Linked DNA regions of Mus musculus: region 1 is linked to region 2. A link is a contact called in public HiChIP or PLAC-seq data. All regions are on one chromosome and are shown on one strand. Each heading gives the region's core, a stretch centred on a gene start, on an enhancer-like site or on the middle of the called end of the contact. The rest is flanking DNA. Distances are from core to core; before and after follow the strand shown.

What was found. HiChIP or PLAC-seq counts read pairs in DNA pulled down with a chosen protein or histone mark.
Region 1: an H3K4me3 HiChIP or PLAC-seq map of the SCID.adh cell line shows a contact between it and region 2, with 15 read pairs. The contact joins two enhancer-like sites. A contact is called at or near these places in 10 of 39 promoter capture datasets (the 3T3-L1 cell line, the C10 cell line, cranial neural crest and 6 more), 29 of 484 Hi-C or Micro-C datasets (the 63-12 cell line, B cells, the C2C12 cell line and 24 more), 21 of 115 datasets of contacts at active chromatin or transcription factors (the SCID.adh cell line, astrocytes, bone marrow-derived macrophages and 13 more) and 3 of 9 other capture datasets (adipose tissue, liver and pancreatic islet).

The regions. Positions count from the first base shown.
Region 1 is chr11:20,609,108-20,615,759 of GRCm38.p6, reverse strand. It overlaps a transcript of Sertad2 not described here. Among named protein-coding and RNA genes, the nearest start is that of Sertad2, 20 kb to the left of the region's middle. Within about 2 kb of position 4,744, at least 15 of the 459 cell types and tissues checked have an H3K27ac peak or open chromatin away from gene starts, as enhancers often do. A contact at or near this core is called in the SCID.adh cell line, where this site is marked.
Region 2 is chr11:20,536,842-20,542,998 of GRCm38.p6, reverse strand. No RefSeq gene overlaps it. Among named protein-coding and RNA genes, the nearest start is that of Gm32142, 62 kb to the right of the region's middle. Within about 2 kb of position 3,783, at least 10 of the 459 cell types and tissues checked have an H3K27ac peak or open chromatin away from gene starts, as enhancers often do. A contact at or near this core is called in the SCID.adh cell line, where this site is marked.

The sequences.
Region 1 (6,652 bases), core at 3,495-5,994, 72 kb before region 2:
TAAGCCATGAGGAGCAGACCTGTAAGCAGTACCTGTCCGTGGCTTCTGCATCAGCTCCTGCCTCCAGGTTCCTGTCCTGGCTTCCTCCAATGATGGACTATGATGGAGAAGTGGAAGCCAAATAAACACTTTCCTCCCCAACCTGCCTTTTGGTCACAATGTTTCACTGCAGCAATAGAAACCATAACTAAGACAGGCTTGTGATCTTAGTGCCTGGGAAGTTGAGGCAGGAGGATCATAAATTCAGGACCAGCTAGGCCTATACAGTGAGAGAAAGTGTCTCAAAACCAACAAACAATAAAACACCTGTTTCCCATCCAATGTATATGACACTACACACTTGTTCGCGCTCATGCGCGCACACACACATTCATACACATAGACATATTCGTTCACACACACACATTTTAAAGGAATGTGCTCACCTGAAGTGTTTGTCACTTAATAAAGATGCAGTGTTTATCAGCCCATAAAAAATCTAGCTTGATGGATTATCAACATTTTATCCTTGACATTTCAACAAAGCAACGCAACCAGAAGACACATTAATATTCTTTTCAAGATGCCCATCTTGAGTCTTAAGGGAAAGAGGAAAATCTCAAGACTTCAAGCCAGTCCTTTTCTTTCTCCTTTTCTACCGGAATCAGCTGTGATGCTTGCTCCACAACACAGGCACTCCCTCCTGACAGGAAGCTGACTGCAGGATGGCATTTCTTAAGTCCCTTCAATGCTCAGTGTCACCCTCTTCTAGCAGTCAACAAACCACAGACTCAGTGGGCTCTGCCCTTAAGACAAGAGGAATTTTCTCCCACATGATGGCTGAACCATGCTGGGCACAAGTAGTTCCTCCTATCTTTACCCTTCACAGTCTCGCTCGGTCTCCTACTCCAAATCAACCGCACTGGCCAACCCAGAACAGGGTCCAGGTGTCTCGTAAACGCCATGACGCGGTGGCGGCAGTGGTGGCAGCAGCGGCAGCGGCCACTGCCTACCTCCTGCCAGCTCTTGTGTTGAGCCACCATCTCCCTGCTCTCTCTGCTCTGTCCATCCGTACTTTCCTGTTTCCTCCCCTCCAGACTTGTCAGAGTCCTGCAGCTCTAGACTTTTCCCTCCAGGCTGCCGCTCAAACTCACTTGTCATACTGGACAAGTGCTCTACCATGACCTATCTCCAGTACCTAGAATGAAAACAAAACAAAAAACGCCTTCCAATAACCTCTGGCTACAGTCTGGGGGCAGAGGAATGTGTGCACCGGGAGTGGGGGTCAGCCGCAGGGGTGGTGGGTTAGGGTGGTGGGTTAGGATACCCACACGTAAGGAAAACTCTCATAGGCAACCTCGCTCACTCTTGGGGCACCTATATACTAATGATTTCTCTCCCACCTTAGGTTTTTTTTTCTTTTTTAATATAGGCAGACACCCTAGTCCAAATCAGGGCCATTCCTGAACTATGTTTGTTAACCTGCCATAATTATTAATAGCATCCTGTTTCAATCTCCAAAGAGTGATCCTTGGAACAGTAACTGTGTAATTGGCCTGTTTATACTCCCTTTCACATCAGATATCTCCACTGGTTATCTAAAGACATGTCCAACTCACAGCACATCTAAAACTGGCCAGGGAGATGGTGAGTTGACTCTGTAGGTAAAAGGTCACCAAGCCTGATGACCTCCGTTCAAACCTTGGGATCCCTCAAGTTGTCCGCCGACCTCCACACACACCATGCATGCACCTGCCTTGTCCCCAGTTCCAAATAAAGAACTGTCAAATAAATTAAACCAGCCTAGTTATATCCTCTTCAAATGTGTGCCTCTTCTGAAGTCCCACAAATGACTAAGCCAGCTGTGCACATTTGGTGTCTGGGTTGGAAATTGGGGTTTCTGAGAATCACCCTCCCATCCTCACCCTCCCCCAAGCTTTCTCCTGCTGGTTTCCAAGCCTATCCTCTCTCACCTGCTTAGCCCTAGGCAAGCCCCTAATTCGTCTTTCACCTTAGTCACTGTGACCACTTATTTTCAAATTTCTAGTCTTAAATGTCTTCCTCTCATCCATTCATATCACAAGCTATCAGATGGTAGCATGGACGATACTAGACATACAAAATGGAGGGAGGGGCTGAGGGGATAGCAGTGGGCAAACTCTTGCCCAGTATGCCTGATCTGAGGCCTGGGGTTAACTTCCAGCAACAGAATGCACAAGAGAAGCTCCTCCGGAGGTTTCAGGAAAGACTGTCCCACTGTGATACAGTAGGCCACATGGTGGTCACAACGCCAGGACAGCGAGGAAGCAGGCACTAAGGTACTGATCAATTTTAGGGCCATCAGCCAAGGACATTAATCAAGGTCACTACAGGCACAAGGAGCACCCTGACAAAGACAGGAAGGTGAAAAAACTAAACAAGACAAAACCCCCCACAGGATACTGGCCTGACAAGTGGTTAAATTGCAGGACGGAATGGCTGTGCAGAAGATCAAAGAGATCAACAGAAGGCTAAGGGAAGTTCAGGAAGAGATTCTCCATGGAAGAATGGCAAGAGGACATTAAATCTAACCTGACACAGAATAATCTTAGAATTTATTTAGACCCAACAGAGGATATATATTCCCCGCTACCCCTAGCCAGGCAACCGTGGCTGGTCTGGAATTTGCTTTGGATCCTGCTGACGTTCAATTCTGTTGTCCTGGGGTTTTTTTGGTGGTGCTTGGAGCTAACCCCAGGCCTCAGGCACACGGGGCAAGCATTTGCCCCTGCCCCTGCCTCCCTGCCTCCCTGCCTCCCTGCCTCCCTGCCTCTCTGCCTCTGCCTCTGCCGCGTTGGCATTCAAGTTGTGCACCATTGCATCTGTTTCAAAAATAATCTTAAATGATTTTTTTTAGATTTATTATATTTTTATTTTATATGTATGAGTTTTTGGCCTGCATATATGTCTGTGCATCCCATATGATGCCTGATGCCCACAGAGGTCAAAAGAAAGCATCAAGATCCCCTAGAACTGTAGTGAGCAGTGCTTATGAACCACCATGAGGATATTGGGAATGGAACCCGAGACCTCTGCAAGAGTAACAGTGGAGTCTAAATCAGATTTTAAAACTACAATAATTAAGAATTGAGTTCTGGCATAAAAAAAAAGAATCTTTATTGAATTCTTTTACTTGAAGCAGCCCTACTAACTACAAAGGCTTAGTATTTTCAAGAAGGCGTTACTAACAGCATGTACAACAAGAGCACTGGAGGAAACTGAACATGGCCTTTTATACAACAAGCAACACACCATAGATTAAATAACATTAAAGACCATAAACATAAGAAAAGCTGACAGACAGCCGGGTGTGGTGGCGCACGCCTTTAATCCCAGCACTCGGGAGGCAGAGGCAGGCAGATTTCTGAGTTCGAGGCCAGCCTGGTCTACAAAGTGAGTTCCAGGACAGCCAGAGCTATACAGAGAAACCCTGTCTCGAAAAACCAAAAACCAAAAAAAAAAAAAAAAAAAAAAAAAAAAAAAAGAAAAGAAAAGCTGACAGACACTGTAGATGGACAGTTGATTTCAAATCGAGATAAGATCTTTCCAACTAAAAATCATAAACATAAGAAAAGCTGACAGACATTGTAGATGAATAGTTGATATTAGAACAAGATAAGATCTTTCCAAATAAGCCATCGAGAAAAGATAAAAATGTCAAACATTTTATTAAAAATGGCAAGGAAACTGAAAAAAAATACAAGCTAGGTGTAATATTTGCAATAGAGACAACAAAGCCCATTTGGATTCTACAAATTAATTTAAAAACATCAGCACTAAATTAGAAAGCCATTGAAATCAGGTTGTCATTAGAAGAATGGGCAAAAGGCAGAAGCTAATAAATACCATGAAAATTCAGTTCACATACTAAAAGTCATACAAACATAAAAGACATAGACTGTCCAGGAACCAAGCTGGTTGGGGATGTTAATAACTGTGAGTATCAAGTGGACAGGATTTTCTTGGGGTTATTGATGGGATGGATATGAATTGATTTGACCTCAGGCAGAACAGCATTTGGTCATTTGTATCCAGAACCATTCTGAATGTTTGTATCTATAATGCAGGCATCTCATTTCTAGCAATTTGTCTTACTAAATTAATCAGATCTCTGCATATACTCAACAAATATGTATTTAATGCCCACTGTATGCCCTAGGTCATAAAAGAGAAAAATAGAATAAAGCTAAACAGAGGTATCTGAGTCAGGACCTGCAGGAAGTAGGGGTATAGACTGGGCAACTCTCAGGCAGAAGGGTTAGAGGGAGGAAGAGCCACTCACTGCGAGCAGGCCTTGTGGACAGGAGGGTATGAAGTGGAGGTGAGGGGGTGTTGGGTTGGTTAATATGAGAGGAGACAGGGACTGGGAGGAGCAAGGCAAGTTGTGGAAGACCTTATGAGTCAACACAATGACTGCCTTTTATCCCACGTCAGATGTGAAGCAATGTTTGCAATAACCTGCCACCTCAATTTAGGGTCTTGTGATCCTATGACACAAACTTACACTTTAGTTCTGGAGGCCAGAAGTCTACAACCAAGGAGTCAAGAGGCTGAGTTTCTTCTATGTCCCTCCTTGTCCCTTCTATACTCCAGGGGTGCTGGGCCCCATACACTTCTTCAGCTTCAAAGCACTTTATCCCAACCACAATCTGCCCATCTCATTTCCTCTGCCTGCTCCTTATGAAGTCCCTCTCTTCAACCCTCCGACCATTGACTCTTAGGTCTACGGCACCGTTAGTTAGGTTTTCTGTAGCATGTGGGTAGAGACAATATAGTAAACCACATACTTGTCATAACAGCTCAGCTTGGTGACTCCCAGAGAGGCGGTCAATAGAAAAATGCACAAGAAGGTCTGGGAAAGTGATTTTTTCCAAAAATATCCCTTCCTGTGTCCTGCCCAGAGACATGGAATTAGGATGTTTAGGTACAGGCACTATGCCCATATGGGTGAGCAAACCTCCCTAGGAGATCTGTAACCTCTAAGATTCAACTATGCCTAAGGCTTCTTGCCTGAAGAATTTAGTAATAACTGTCCCACTAATCTCTCAGGATCATGAGAAATCAAGGTAGGTAACATGGGGAAGCATGTTACAAAGGTCATGTATGTATAACTGCTGATCATTAAAGGAAACTGAGGCAGACAGGAAATGGTAGTGGTAGACAAAACAGTTCATTCTGAGATTCCAGTTCTTCAGAATGTACAAAGCAAGGACAACTGTATTCTTGATAGAGAAGAGCATCAAAAAGCCCCACATGTTACCACAATCACTAGTACCCATTCCCTGCCCGGCCCTGCACCTCCACCTCCACCTCCACCTCCACCTCCACCTCCTCCTCCTCCTCCTCCTCCTCCTCCTCCTCCTCCTCCTCCTCCTCCTCCTCCTCCTCCTCCTCTTCTTCTTCTTCTTCTTCTTCTTCTTCTTTCTTCTTCTCCTTTTCTCCTTCTCCTTCTCCTTCTCCTTCTTCTTTTTGACAGGGTTTCTCTGTGTAGCTCTGACTGTCCTGGAACTCACTTTGTACACCAGGCTGGCCTTGAACTTAGAGATCCACATGTCTCTGCCTCCCAAGTGCTGGGATCAAAGGTGTGTGCTTCTACCACCCTGCTTTTAATTTTCAATACATTTGACTTTTCCCCCTTAAACCAAAGGCTGTAAATGGAACTTTAAAAGGGAGTATGAAATAGGCAAGAAAGAAAGAATGAATAAAAATATCTATCGGGCTGGAGAGATGGCTCAGCAGTTAAGAGCACTGACTGCTCTTCCAGAGGTCCTGAGTTCAAATCCCAACAACCACATGATAGTTCACAGCCATCTGTAATGGGATCCAATGCCCTCTTCTGGTGTGTCTGGAGACAGCTACAGTATACTTATATACATACAACAAATAAGATCTTTTAAAAAAATCTATCTTTCTATCTATCTATCTATCTATCTATCTATCTATCTATCTATCTATCTATCTATCTATCTATCTATCGGCAGGGTTTCTCTATGTAGCCCTGGCTATCCTGGAACTGTAGACCAGGCTGGCCTTGACCTCAGAGACATGCCATCCTCTACCTTCTCTTATGCTGGGACTAAAGGTATGTGCCACTACCACCCTGACAACAGTGACCTTAGATGCCCTGATTTGGGATGATTTAAAGCTCTTACTTCAACAGAACACCTTAGCATTCTAATGGTTCCCAGCCATGAGAAGAGGAAACACCAGCACTGCCCGTGGGGGGGGAAATGGTAGCACTGATAACACCAATGAAGGTATAAAGTAAAATTTTCATAGAACACACTTGTGTTAAGCAAGTCTGACACACTTAGAGATAACTTTAAGCTCTCCATAAAACTCAAGGGTATAGAATGCTAGTGTGCTATAGAAGTGAAGTTCCTGTATGAACTTCCCATGGCTGCATATCTATACATACTTGGCTGATTCAAAAGAAACTTCCCAGCACCCTAAGTACTCAATCAATTTGTGCTGCTCAGGAAACCACGGTGACACTGTCATCTCTATGGCTGCAGATGGTGATGGTCCATCTACTGTTGTGGAGTACATGACAGTAATGCCACACCTTTAACACCTGCTTTTAAGCTGTATAGCATGCACAGAGGACAGAGCACAACCTTGCAGAGTCGGCTAT
Region 2 (6,157 bases), core at 2,534-5,033:
CTGTAGAGCACCGGGCGGGGGAAGTGATGGGGGTGGGGAGAGGTGGGTGGACGTTGAGCAGGAGGAGGAGAAAAGGAGCCGCGGGAGACCCGCGGAGTCACTCTGCCCTCCTCGTTCTAGAAGTGCGCTTTCCGCCAATCCGAGCGCCACCTGGGGGTGATGGACGCCGGCCTGTGGCCAATGAGGAGGAGAGGCTGGCGGTGAGGAGCGGGCGGGCCCGCGCTCTGGCTCCCTCCTCCCGCGCGGTCCTCCAGCCCGCCCGGCCCGAGTCAGTCACGCAAGTAACCGTGTGAGAGCCGGGCCGCGCGGGGCGGGGCGGGGCGGGGCGGGGCGGGGCGGGGCGGGGCGGGGCGGGGCACCGCAGCTGGCGGCGTAACCCTGGACCGGCTGGAGGGGCGCGCGGGCGGGCCCCTTGCGAAACCTGCCAGTGGACCTGCCGGCCAAGCCCACTCTCAGGGCGGACCGATTCGGAGTGGATACGATCCAAACTTGATCCGCGTCCATAGTGTCCACTGCTAAAACAGCCCCTGTGGGCACGTGCTCTGGGATTTCAGGAGCCAAAGACGCAAGGCGTGGCAATCACTTTGGCCCAGGATTTGCCCGTTTTGTGGGGGAAGTCGCCTAGGGTGTAGACAGGTTGAAACAGCTCCTCAGAACACATGTTCTTTTATTGGGTTTCTGGAAAAGGCACTTCTTAAACTGGTGTGAACGACTCTGTTCGGGCTTTGCAGTACGCGTGTATCTTAGCTTTCTCCAAACGTCCCTCTGCACTCTCCCACTCCCTCACCTTGAACCCTAAGGCAGTGCCAGAGTGCACCTACTCAGTACTCATTCCCAGGAGCTATGGCGTGCCTCGATATTTTGGCTGTTGTCCAGTAATCACTTCACAGACTTTAACCCATTGTTATGCATTAGGATTTGAAAGAAATCCCCCCCAAAAAGCAAACACGCTGGCAAAACCCATCTTCTTACCTACAAAATGCATTGTTCGTTTCTGGTGTTGTTAAGACAGAGTCTCGATACTTGATCCTGGCTGTCCTAGTGTTTGCTGTGTAGCGCAGGCTGGCCCTTAAACCTGTTTCATCCCTACTGCCTTGACTTCTTGGCTTCCTGGATTCAGAGGTGTTTTCCTGGGGCTTAAAACAGTTGCATTCATATTCAAATATACTGGAATACCCAACACCCACTTTTGAAATAAGTCAAGTACTGGTGAGACAATGTTGCTTTAGGGTCTTGAAGTGGGTGAGACTCCCCCACCTCCACCCTCATCCCGAGATAACCGAAATCCACAGTGCTCTAAAAATGGGAAAAAGATAAAAATGAAGACAAATGTTTACTCTGGTCACATTGGGGCTTTCCTTAACTGTGCTCACCTTAGGACCCAGACCTTTCTGGAGCTTAATTGTGACACAGCTTGACTCCGTGATTACCTTCTGGTCCAGAATCTACTAATGAAAATGAACTATGCCAGCAACTTCTTGCAACACACATCTCATTTATGCATTTTCTCTTCGTGTGTTGAAACTACACTGGAGCTATACAGGGCAGGGGACCTAGTGTTCTCACTGTCAGCCTAGTGATTCGTACAAGGTGAACAATGTTAGCTGGATCCCTCACTGTGGCAAAAACAAACAAAACACTCCACTACTCCTAATCTGGGTTACTGTACTACATTTTATTTTATGCAGATGAGTGTTTGCTTGTATTTATTATTTATGTGTACTATGTTAGTGCCTGGTGCCCATAAAGGCCAAAAGAAGGCATTGGATCCCCTGGAGTCAAAGAAAGCTGCTCTCACAGCTGTGTGTGTGCTGGGAACCAAACCTGGGTCCTCTGCAAGGGCAGCAAAGTGCTCTTAACTTCAGAGCCATCTCTCCAGAAGCTAGATATATATATATATATATATATATATATATATATATATATATATATATATATATATATATATTCTTCTATGAGGTCATTTTATAGATAGGTAAATGTAGTGAATTATTGTATATACCATAATGGTACTAAGAACAGATTTTGACTCTGAAAGATCTCCAAATAAGGGTTAGCAATCTCGTGGTGGAAGAGCTATGGCTTGCCTCCAATCCTTACCATGTGTCACTTTAGAATTCTGTGCCCTCCTTATTCCAATATTTCTTAAAGTGTGGAAGGCCTGCTAGATTCCTGGGTCTCCCCTCAGGTCTATCGGTTATTTGCTGCTTAAGCAATAGTTCAGGTGATTTGAGTATTGACACACTAACCACTTCATTAGACACCTCTCTTTCTTCCTGTCCTTATTCTTTTTTCCTCTCACATCTATTTCTCTCCTGGCTTCTACTTTATGATCGTTTTGTGATCACTTGCGTATTTGCTGTGCATAAGTCTGAGTAGAAAGTGCTGTGTGCTGCTGTTCTTGGGGAGACAGAAACAAATGTCTGATTACCCAGGGCAAAGCTAAGTATCACAAAGGGCCAACTTACTGAATCAATGAATTTCCTGGGGTTACTTACAGAACATGGACTACTCATTTGCAGTCATGCCACAGAAAGTCCACCCCAATATGGGTGACAACTCACCAAAGCTGAAATACTGGAGCTTTTCCCATGGTTTGCTTGCAGCTCCTTAAATGAAAGAGTCTCTCTCTTCCCCAGACTTTACTGCTTTCATAACCTTGGGGAGGGAGAAGTCTTGTGAATCTGGTGTGTTTCAGGGATTTCTGAGATTTATGAGTTGTTTACTTCCTGTCTTGTTTTTTTTTTTGAGACAGGATTTCTCTGTGTACCCCTGGCTGTCCTGAAACTCACTCTGTAGACCAGGCTGACTTCGAACTCAGAGATCTACTTGCCTCTCAGAATGCATGTGCCATCGCTGCCTGGCTGTTTACTTCCTGTCTTAATAAGCCTCCCTTTAGAACTCCTGGAACTATTAACTTTGTAGAGGTCCCACCTGGCAGTGGAAGGTGTTCGCCACAACACTGCTTATAGAAGCATAGTTAGGGCAAACTTACTGATGCTATTGAGATTCATCTCTAGTTCAAATGAGTTAGCAGGTTTTTATCTCACACACACACACACACACACACACACACACACACACACACACACACACACACACACACACGCCTGAGGGGAGAAGCAGGAATCTAGCAGGCCTTCCACACTTTAAGAAATATTGGAATAAGGAGGGCACAGAATTCTAAAGTGACACATGGTAAAGATTAGAGGCAAGTGTGTGTGTGTGTGTGTGTGTGTGTGTGTGTGTAATGTGTAGTGTGTATGTCTATATCCACCACAGTTTCTGCTGCCATGGACCACCCCTCCATCTCCCAGTGCTCCCTTTGTTAACTTTAAAGACTGAGTGCAGCTAAGCGGCTCCTCTAAGATGGCCTCTTCTGCCCACTCCTGTTTTCAAGTTAGAAACAGTCAAGCAATCCAGGATTTTAAAAAGCTTTATTTCAAGACTAGCCCAAATATGTTTACTTACATGCATGTGTGCACCTCGTAGAAAGCCGCTGGTGCTGATCATGACCACAGTGAGAAGCAACTGATGCAATTGCAATATCCATCATGAGTCAGGAAGCAAGCAGTAGACACGAGGCCTCTTCAAAGTTGGATGGAAGGGGAGAGAAGTAGCTGTGGGAGTCAGGTTAGACAGCAGGTGCTGCTCCCTTTTGATATCAGGACTGACGGACAAGAGAAAGCATCACCAAGGGCTTTGGGGATAGATTCCGGGTGCTGCTTAGCAAAGGCAGGGTGGCGACAAAAGTGTTGCTTAAACTCTCCCCGTGCGCTGTCAGGTTAGGACTGTCTCCTCCACAGGCAAGTTGAAAACAGTCATTTCCCACAAAGGTACACCCCAAATAACCCCTGCTGGCTGTGGATCCTGCTGCTTTAAAAGCTTGCCTCTGCTGAATCCATCCTTAATGGCTTATTACTGGCATACTGAACTCTGACCTTAAGTAATGCTTACAGCTTCGTGGCCCTCAGAAAGTCCTATGTATGCGCAGGCCTAAGCCTAAACTGGGAGTTTGTCAGGAAGGTACATGGTGTGATTGAGCCCAGCTGCCTGTACCCCTTTTCTGGTGGACTGAGAAATTTCAGGCAACCTTACCTGCAGGTTCCCCAAATCTGAAGGCTGGGGTGTTGTAGAGATGAAGGTTTTCAAAAGCAAATTTCTCAGGATTCCCTCTTACAGTCTGCACTGCTCATCACCACTTTCCAACACTGGGACCCTCGCAGTTATAAACATTACCTAGCAGGACCACAGTCTGCTTTCTGCGGTTCCAGGAGCTTATAATGTAGCATTCTATGTCTGCTTAGTCATTACCTAATCTGCTTAGTCACTACCTAATCTGCTTAGTCATTACCTAATCTGCACATGGACCAGAGGATGATTTCTCCATTTCCCTGAGCCCGACCTGAGGAAGGCTTTGGCATTCCCATGGGTCTGAAGCATCCAGGTCCTTGATTTAGCTGTGCTCATATTAATGACAGACATCCACTCAGAACTTCATCTGCTCCCCACCTCTGGGAGATGTGAAAATAAAGTCAGGCTAGGACTTGAACCAACTGTGTAGACTTCCCTTAATCTGTTGCAAATTGGGGGGTGGAGGGGAAGGGGAATCACAAAGAAAAAAAATTACCTATAACTATTTTCTAGAAATAGCTATTAAATATTTGGCCTATGTGTGGTTTTAAAAATATTTAAATTAAATATATCATAAATATATTTTATTCTACTGAATATGACTTTAAAAAAAAAAAGTTGTTTTGTTCCTGAGATAGAATCCTATAGCCCAGGCTGGCCTCTAACTCACTCAAGTAGCTGAGAACACACCCACCCATCTTACTCAGCTTCCAGAAAGTGATTCTTAGCTCCCCTTTGCTTTTGGTTCTTGGGATGGAAACCATGACCATGCTAGCCAAATACTCTCCCGCTAAGCTACATCATTGGCTCTGGAATTTGGTTTGTTGCTGTTGATATTGTTTGGTTTTTGCTTTTGGTTTTTGTTCGCTTGTTTGTTTCTGAGACAGGGATTCTCTGTGTAGCCCTAGCTATGTGTAGCCTTGGCTATACTGGAACTCCATCTGTAGACCAGGCTGACCTTGAAGTCAGAGATCTTCCTGCCTCTGCCCCAGGAGTTTTAAAGGCTTGTGCCATCACTAGCAGCTTTTGACCTCAGTTTTCTAAGATGACTATTTAGCAGGGGTGTGAACAAACAATTCTGAGGAGAAAAATCTGCCAGCAGAGGACTTCTCAGGAGAGAAATATAGGAATCCAAAAAGTAGCTGGCTGGAGGTCTGTGCTGGGAAGACAAAGTAGTGAGTTGGTCAGGGTTATCTCAAAAGAGAGAACATTAAATGAAAAAAAAAAAAAGCAGAATTCTACTTGCAGGTTAAGCACATGCAAGACTGGACAACATATTTTTCAGAAAGCATTCAAACAATCAAATCAGGTGTCTTCCCTACCTACTATGGAAGACTTACCTGGGGGGATCACAAGTTCAAGGCCAGCCTAAGCAGCATAGCGAAACACTGTAAAAACTACCATTAAAAAGGGAGAGGGCAGGTGGTTGCGTGGCTCAGTACCAAGCCTGACAACTTGAGTGTGATCCCTAGGACCCACTTGGGAGACGAAAACCAACTGCTTGCTACAAGTTTCCTGTAACCTCCACATGCATGCCATGTTGCATGCAAGCCTTTGCCTGTACACATATACACAAAAACAAGTAAATAGATAGATGGATGGGTAGGTAGATAGATAGATAGATAGATAGATAGATAGATAGACAGACAGACAGACAGACAGGTAGATAAAGTTTTTGTTTTTAAGTAATCAGGGAGCGGGGAGGAGGATAGTTCAGTTACTAAGGTGCTGGCTGCTAAAGTGCTTACCTTGCAAGCTCAGGTACCTGAAATTGACCCCCAGTTAAAAACAAAAAACAAAGAAAAAAGAAAACAAAGTAGGCAGAGTGGCACTGACTTATCAAACCCAGTGCCGCTGAGCTAGGCAGAGGTAGATCCCTAGGGATTGCTGGCCAGCCAGCTTAGCCTACATGGTGAGTTCTAGGCTGTGAGATGCCCTATCTCAAAAAGAAAAGAACAGGAAGGGGCTCCTTAGCTGAGGCTGACCCCTGGCCTCTCATGCATGTGCACATGGGTGAATGTGC